2 separate regions of the Gossypium hirsutum genome follow, and region 1 is linked to region 2. A link is a contact called in public Hi-C data. All regions are on one chromosome and are shown on one strand. The core of a region is the stretch at or near the end of the contact, and the rest is flanking DNA. Distances in the headings are between cores, read along the strand shown.

Region 1 (4,272 bases), core at 1,337-3,836, 130 kb after region 2:
TAATGATAACTTGAAATTACAATTTCATACAATCCATTCTTAAACAGTAATGGTAACAGTTAACATATTGTTTTTAAATAAAATATTTTATTTAATTAATACAAAAGCTAGGCGAAAGTTGATTAAGACCAGTGATAATTGAACATCCCCACCGGCATTTAGAAAAAAAGTCGGTGCATGCAGTACAAGTGATAGACACCATTGTAACAGTATTGTATTGATTATGTTGTACATTTATACCATAATTATATATAACTATCACTGATTCAAATTTCATTTTCCATTGAAAAATAATTCTAACGGTAGAGGTAAGCTAAACACTACATCATATTCTTTGTCAATTGAAGTTTATTGTTGGTTCCGGGAATTTATGTCAAATGATGTCCAGAATCAAAGTTAGAAATTATTAGGGGTGTTGATACGATCGGTTCGGCTAATACTTGAATTGAATTATCTAAAATGTATAAATTTTTAACTATTAACTAAACTGAAATATTTTGATTAATTTGGTCGATTAATCGAATTAACTGGAATTTATATTTTTTTTGTTAAAATAAGTACAAAACATATAAAAAAATACATTGCTAATGTTCTCTTTTTTTTACTTAATAGTTCAAAAAACTTTAAATGAAGGTGAAAATAACAAATAAGACATTAAAAACACTACATAAATCTTGAAAACAACAAATATTTCAGTTAATTCGGTTAATTATTCAGTTTCAAACCAAATTAACCAATAACTGAAGATTTAAAAAATCACAAATCGACTGCCGTCCAATTAACCGAATTAAATCGTTGGATAATTTTAACCAAAGTGTGAATTTTGTTTTCTTTGTTCAACTTGTAATCCCATTAAGATTTTTACTTTGAATAATATATGAATTTTTTTATATCATTGCTTTTGTTACGTCATTTAATGTTTGAAAAATAACCGGAAAAAAAAATTAATATTTAAAGTCCAAGTTTGGTAAAGGGTATTTTGCTTGGTGTTGTCTTCCACGGAGGCAGGATTTTGGAATATGCTCACACAATCATGTAGCTGTCGTGGCTGCTTCTTTAAAATTTAGAAAATAAATTTATAGACTATCCACAGGAGATGAAAGTGACCCATGAATTTGACCAAGGGTTCAAGTGTTTATTTAAGTTTAGTTTTTTTTTTTAGTCTCATATTATAATATTATTACATTATATAATTTAATATTATTTTTATACTAATTAAGATAAACGCACCGTTGATTTAAAATGACCCTACAATTGAGTGTGATGGAAAAGGCATTCATGCTCTCAGAATGCTGCCAATTGAAGTTGAAGCATATGACAATATCATCATAGTAAAGAGATTAATGTTGTCTTCCTCATAGGGTTTGAACGAAATGATGTATGGATCAAAGTGAAACTGAAGAGAGTCGGATTATTCATATTTGCTAATTTTAATATTCAAATAAAAGTATGTTAATTCCCAGTAGAGCAAGAGGTTTCTCTATGTGTATATATATAAGAAATAAATACAAATATAAAACCAAATGTGGGTTAAAGGGTCATAATGAATGAATCATGTAAACGAGCATCTTCAAATCTGATCCATCACGCTTTGTGGTTTATATTCCCATCAACACATATTCATATGGTTTTGATCATTTATCTCTTACGAGACAATGACCTGTGGAGACATGTTGTCCTCTCGTCTCTTCCAGTGTATATATATATAGTATTATTAACTGAAAATCATTTACATACATATATATATAAACGCATGTTCCACACTATAATTACTGTGACAGAATGCTCATAAAATCAGTACTGTCATGTATCCTAGCCCCAAACAAACAGCTGGGATTGTCTGACATTATTGAACACAGTTTATGTTTCTTTTCTGGACAAATGCCATGGATGTTTCTGCTGGTGTAGCTTCAAAGTACAGTGCACACTTTATAAACGAAAGATTTGAACGTTAAAGTTTTCAACATATTATATTTGAGGACAGAATCAAGGCAAAAAGTTATGGTATTGATTATTTAGTGATGGTGCTTTCTGTTTATGGAACCAAAAAAAAGATAATTCTTTAAAGAAATCGAATACAGGTACCTTTTACAACAAAGGCTGGCTCTCCATCTTATAATAATTAATATATTGTCTTCAACAAGAAACATATCAAAAAGTTGTCATGATTATATTATACTCTACGTACTTCTATTATTGTCCAAAAGATATTGCAATCAAACAAAAAATTGGATTTTATTCTAAATTATTGCCAGCTCATGCCAAGTGAAATCTATATTTGTGAAAACTGAAAATATTCCATTGGGCTTTTCATTAAGGTCTTGCAAAGACTGGAACAAGGATATGATTCACGTTGACATTTGTATTACCAAAGAAAACTGTTTTGTCTTAATTTGGACAAAAACCCACCCACTCCAAGACTTTTGGGGTGTCGGGAACTTGACTTTCAAAGGGATGAGCTCACGGTGGGAGCTATGACGGCGATGGAGGGTATTAGGGTAAGTTGAGAAAAACCGACACAGTGTTGGGTGTGGACGGTAGGTTTGATTAGTTTGGAACAAAGCGGAAAGTATTATCCCGGTCGGTGCCTTATAAGTTAGGTGAGGAACAAGGGTATTGTTGTCAATTCACTTTGCTTGACACGTGATACCCATCCTCCTCATCAATAATAATAATAATAAACAACAATTGCCTTTTTAGTGATATCCCCACTATATGAATATTTTTTTTACTGGAATAATATAAGATTTTTATTGTTTTTCTATGTTCTTGTGTGGTGATTTTCGGGCAAATAAGGCAATAAAAAGACAATAAGCATGTAAGATGTCGAATTATGGATTTTTTTTTTATACAAAAGAATTAGAATGTGCCGATTTGCGGCAAAACCGAAGGTAAAACTATATACGATTTTAGTTTTTACTCGGGGATTTGTTAGAGGCCGTACAGAACTTTCTGTACGGGAAAAAGGTATCCTTTAGCCGATTTTTTTGTCTTCGCTTCTGATTTACACTGCGATTTTTTTTCTCTCTGCTGTGGACTGGAAGGACACGTGGAGCTTCATGAATAGTTGACTAAATGGAGGTATGTTTTGAGGTCGTGACATGTGGCAACGTTGATATTTTTAAGGTACGGGCAGCTTCTGCTGCGCAGTTTAAGCTCTCTTCCTACCTCCGCGTATACCCACTGTGTGTCTTCGACCCGTTTTTGGATCCAGCTAGGCAAACCCGCCACGTAGACTTTTTGGTCTTTCGGCACGTCAGCGTCTTCTTCCTCTAGTACGAACCCCGGTACTTTTGTGATAAGATCATCAGAGTTCACTATTCTCAACACTTTCGTCCCTTGTTTCTCTAGTTGGCAACGAAAGCTCCGGTTACCTACACGTGGACCTCCGAACGACATGACGGTCACCATCGGAGCAAGTTTAAAGGTTGTTTTTATGTCGTAAGCGGTCAGAGTAGCCAGAGCCGCACCGAGACTGTGTCCTGTAATGGTTAAACTCAGAGGCTGGTCGCCGTACGTTTGTAGCAACCGTGAGATTTCTTCACGGACCATTTCTTGTAAGCTCGGTACCTCGTCTGTTCCCGACATGTAAAGGCTGAGGAACCCGGTTTCCACCATGGGCTCCGAGTCGTCACCGTCGCCGTCATCGTGGTGTGTAGGTTTGGTGTCAGCATTGGGGACTGGAGTAAGAGTAGCACGGAAATTTTCAAGCCATTCAAGACCAGTAGCGGTGCCTCTCAAAGCAATCACCACGTCTCTCCGGCCAAGCCTGGCGATTTCCTCTTTATCCTGACAGACTGCCACGTAACCAATCCAGCTAGACTTCGTTGCCACCCAGTTTGGCGCCATGTCAACCCAATGTGGCAATTGTATCCCTGACGTGGCACGTAAATGTCTAGTTAAACGATAACCGGTTTGGTGCAACCCCGAACGGTCTAATAATGTACTTTTCGGGTACCTGCAAGCTCCGTACGACGACGACGATGAATCGAAGTTAAATGACCTATATGCAGCTTCAACAAAGCTACCGTACCGGAGTATTTCGCCCCGCAAGTTTTCGTCTAATGGATCGACTAAACCTTCCCAGTTTTTAACCCCTTGATACTCCTTCCATTTGTTGCCCAACTTAACGGCTCTAGATGTGAAAAATGAAGCCATTGGGTCATAATCAAGAGGGTCGAGCAAATGTTCCCAACTCTTGACCGCCGGTTGATGAGTATCTAAGGACATTTTGAGTGGTCTCACAGCCGTTTGAGTGAGAGTGCAGTAACG
Region 2 (4,347 bases), core at 1,442-3,941:
AAGGTGCCATATCAAACAAAGCAACTTTGATTTCCTCATCCAAACCTGGATTATTAAGGAAGCTAAAATCCTCGTCAGTGAGGGAGGGGAAGGCGCTTGTGGGTAAACCACTCATCGGGCCTGAGTGTTCGCCATACAATACTTTAAAGAAATTGACCGCTTCAGTTTTTAGCTGCTCTTCATCCATGATCCATTCCCCTAGATCATTTTTTAAAGCAGTAATTTGATTCTGCTTCCTTCTTCTCAAAGTAAGTGTGTGAAAAAATTTGGCATTGCGATCTCCCAAGACTAACCAATCACAACGAGCTTTCTGACGCTAAAGGATTTCCTTATGATGCAACACATTTTCCAAATCTTCTCCAACTTCCATCTTAACTTGGCAGAGATAAGCCGAATTGAATCTATTGCGCTTGATCTCGATGTTATGAAGTTTCTTAGTCAGAAACTTCTTGCGAGTAGGAATATGACTGTCCACATCTTTATTCCATCTTTTGACTTGAGTAGTAAACTCGGAGTAAATCATCGCCATATTAGTAGAAAGCCTCCAATTTTCTTTAATGAAACTAGAGAAAGCTAGATGTTCAACCCAACCAGCTAAAAACCTAAACGGTCTCCCTTGTGAGGAAAGAAAATTAGACATCAAAGATAATTTGAGGCGTCTATGGTCCGATTTAAGTCGTGGTAAGTGTGTCACTAGAGAATTAGGAAAAAGGGTACACCAAGGGCTGTTACAAGTAGCCCTATCCAGAAGCTCCATAATCCCCCTCTCTGCCAAGTGAATTGCGGTCCTCTAAAGCCTAAGTCTTGCAACAATGCGGAATCCATAAGCTCACCAAAAAAAGGGCACATTTTCCCCAGAGTCCGGCCCCTTTCTTTTCAGAAAGAGAAATAATGGCATTAAAGTCACCAATCGCCATCCAAGGAGACCCATCCACTGGAATAGTTTTTTGTAAAGCCTCCCATAAAATTCTCCGTTTATTCTGATTCGGGCTAGCATACACAAAAGTAACCAAAAGAGGTTGTCTAAATGAGGTACCGGTAATTCTGACTAACACAAATTGCAAATGGTTTTTTAGAACCTTTACTCCAACAGATTCTTTCCAACCAATCCAAATACCACCTGAAAAGCCCACTGCCTCTACTAGTTGTGAGTAATGAAAACCAAGCTTCGCAATAATCAAATCAGCTTTTCCCCTACTGACCCTTGTTTCAATAAGGCTGATCAAATTGGGTTTATGTTCCTGATTGTATTCATGAAAAACCCGAATAAACTTCAAACTAGTACAACCCTGACAATTCCAAGAAAAAATAGTAAAATTCATAGATAATAAATTAAAAGTAAGAGGACTAACCTTTCAAAGGCCAATGGAAGCTTTATATCCCTCATCGTTGGTACTGACCGTATCAGTAAGGGTCTCCACTTACTCACCAATAAGTTTTGCCATGGAATTCATAGCATCATGGAGTGAGGCACGCGAATTTCCAGCAATTTTAAAACGTCCCCTCGTCCACGAATTGTCTTATTTAGCGCTCTACCACTACGCCCTCTTCCTTTTTTATTATCAAGTCCATGTCCTTTTGAAAGAACAGCCAAGATATTAGAGTCACTTGGTCTATTATTCGACTCTGTAACTATGGAATTGTGATCTGAATTTCCTTTAAAAATTACAGCCGAATGTCTTTTGGGATCCAACACGTTAAAATTTAAAACCACCTCTGACTCAATAGGTCCTTCGAATGTATGATTAATATGCAGAGAGGAGTTTTTGTTTTGTGAAATCAGTGTGAGGCCCGACTGCACAATATGGTCTAAGTGTCCTGAATCATTTAAAATCAACTTGCCAGTCGAAATTGGTTGTGACCCGTCCGAATTGAAGCCCATATTATTTTCTAAAATTAAATCCCCATGCGTCCGGCCTTGTCCAGCTTTTCCTTGTTCAACTTCCAAATAGACTAGCCTACTAGCCTTATCTTTCAGCCCAATAAAACTGCTCTGGCCCACTGTTCCTTACCCTTTTTTTCTTTAGTCCGCTGCCCATAATTACCCCCAGGCCTGCTCTCTTTTAATTTCTTGATAAAATCTCATTGTTTAAAAGCAACCTCCTTCAACCCCGAAATTTCAGCCCCCGAATTTCCAACCCCTGATTTCGTAAACTATAGTAATGAGGCGTTACTATCAATATCATGATGACATGTAAAAATCTCATATTTTAATATAATTTTTGAATTTTGATACCGAATAGATATAAATTTTTAAGTTTAAATATTTCTGTATATATTAAACTAGATTAAGCCCGCTCTCTGTTAATGAAATTTGCTAATTTGCTTGGACCTAACAACCCACCGACCGAACCATCAAATGATTACTGGTTAATAAGCCCAACTAAAACTCTTAGTACTAAAAAAGTCGTTAGCCTGGCCCTAAATTTGGGGACAAATTTTTTTTTTGATGAAATCGACTGGTTTTATTTCTTTATTAAAAAAAAAACAATAACAGTAATCAGAAACTCCTACATCTTGGACTTGGATCCAAAATAAACAGGTCCAATAAAACAGAAATCAGGCAAAAACAAAAAGGCCCATAAATAGAGAAAGAAATAAAAAACCTACTCATACTAATACCAGTCGACAGCAACAACTGCCCTTTTAAAGTCACGTCTTGTCATCTGAACCGTCACAACCATTGGAAATAGTAGATAAGCTCAAATCTCATCAAATCTTTAATCTTCAGCTACAAGTTTTCAGAAGAGCCATTTCTTTTACTCTAATCTGGTTCTCTTTGCTTTTTCCTCTCCACTGCTCTTCGAACACTCTCTGGGATGCTGCCCTCCAGGTAATGACTTTCATTTCTCTCTAATACTTATCCAGCAAAAGTATAAGCAAAGAGATTTTCTGATTTTGGAATGAAATGAAAATCCATATTTTGAAAATGTATTTTTAAATTTTGGATATCTCTGATGACTGCTCCGACGATCGATCTATCATAATATGTACTCTGGCATTTTTTAATAACTGTTCTAGAGTCACCCAAGATAATGCATGTAGTTAGGCCCATGGAAATACTTAACCTTATTACCTCTAAACCTGCAAGAGCCTCCGCCGCAAACGGTGATGCAACGTCGACATGGAGTACCGATTTGTAAGCCAATATTTCCCCATCCATCGCTTGGACTATCAACCCCGTAGCTGATCTGAAAGACTGCTGGTCAAAAGCTGCATCAAAATAAATAACTGGGCACGTTCTCTGATCAACCTGTTAAAGAACTCTATCAGAATCTAAGCTAAGTTTTTTCTCTACTCCTTACAACTCTGAAACGTAGCTAACTATTTGATTGGAAATTTCAGTGCTTGTTGTGTTTCTATTTTCATAAAGGAGTTTATTTCGACTTGTCCAGATAATCCATAACCCACGGCAGAAAAGACGACACTGTTCACTTGTCCCCTTGTTGAAAACCCAGGTAAGCCACTCCCATATGCCTTCACTGTTGCTATTAAGCACCCAAGAACACTGTAAATTTCTCCATACTTCCTTTGTTGTAGGGCACTACCAGAAAATATGGAAACTGTCTTCTTCAGTAAGACGACACCTGGGACAATGAGTTTCAACGACTACTCGTTTAGTTTTAAGATTCGCAAAAGTAGGAATATAGTTCCAGGCAACTTTCCAAACTGTAATTTTGATCTTTGAAGGAATATGTAGATTCCATAATTTCCTGTAAAATTTTTTATTCTCGGCCTGTAAATTATAACTACTAGGATCCAGTGTAGTCTGTTATAATAGTTTGTAGGCGCTCCTAATAGAGAAAATTCCAGATGGTTCCCCCCATAATTGGAAATCGTCGTGCTCTGTCCTTGCCAAAGGGATCTGCTTGATTTTTTTTAACAATATCTGCATTGAGTAAGCTGGAATAGATTGAAGGACTGCCTTAATAAAAACCTCCTTTTCTCCCTGCGAAAGATGTTTTATACTCCAATTATCTATTTGTTGCTGTAACCTATCCTTCAGGCTTTCCTCTTTCCTCTTTCCTCTTTCTACCCACCAAATTAGGTAAACCTAGATATTGTTCTGGATCGTTCGAGCTGATTTGGGGACAAATTTAAAACAGAGGTTAAGTTCTAATTTTGGAGTTTCTAGTATACTATAATTTGAAAAGAAAAACAATTATCTTTAATTAACATAATTTTTTTGGATAAATTTCAATAACGAGGCAAAACCCTTAATCAAGTCATTATATAAGATTTAATTAAAATAATTTTATTTTCTTATTCTTATTTTTAGTAGGTAATCCCAAATATTAATGCTTTAGTAACTAACAATTTTTACAATTTAGATTAATTACTAACCTT

What was found. A called contact is a pair of places that touch in the nucleus more often than the background predicts.
Region 1: a Hi-C map of leaf shows a contact between it and region 2, with 3 times the contacts expected there. The contact joins two enhancer-like sites. A contact is called at or near these places in 6 of 34 Hi-C or Micro-C datasets (anther, callus, leaf and 1 more).

The regions. Positions count from the first base shown.
Region 1 is chrA12:77,652,090-77,656,361 of Gossypium_hirsutum_v2.1, forward strand. It overlaps the pseudogene LOC107942932. Among protein-coding and RNA genes, the nearest start is that of LOC107921881, 42 kb to the right of the region's middle. Within about 2 kb of position 2,587, at least 5 of the 9 cell types and tissues checked have an H3K27ac peak or open chromatin away from gene starts, as enhancers often do. A contact at or near this core is called in leaf, where this site is marked.
Region 2 is chrA12:77,525,155-77,529,501 of Gossypium_hirsutum_v2.1, forward strand. It overlaps the pseudogene LOC107919622. Among protein-coding and RNA genes, the nearest start is that of LOC107923935, 5.8 kb to the left of the region's middle. Within about 2 kb of position 2,692, at least 7 of the 9 cell types and tissues checked have an H3K27ac peak or open chromatin away from gene starts, as enhancers often do. A contact at or near this core is called in leaf, where this site is marked.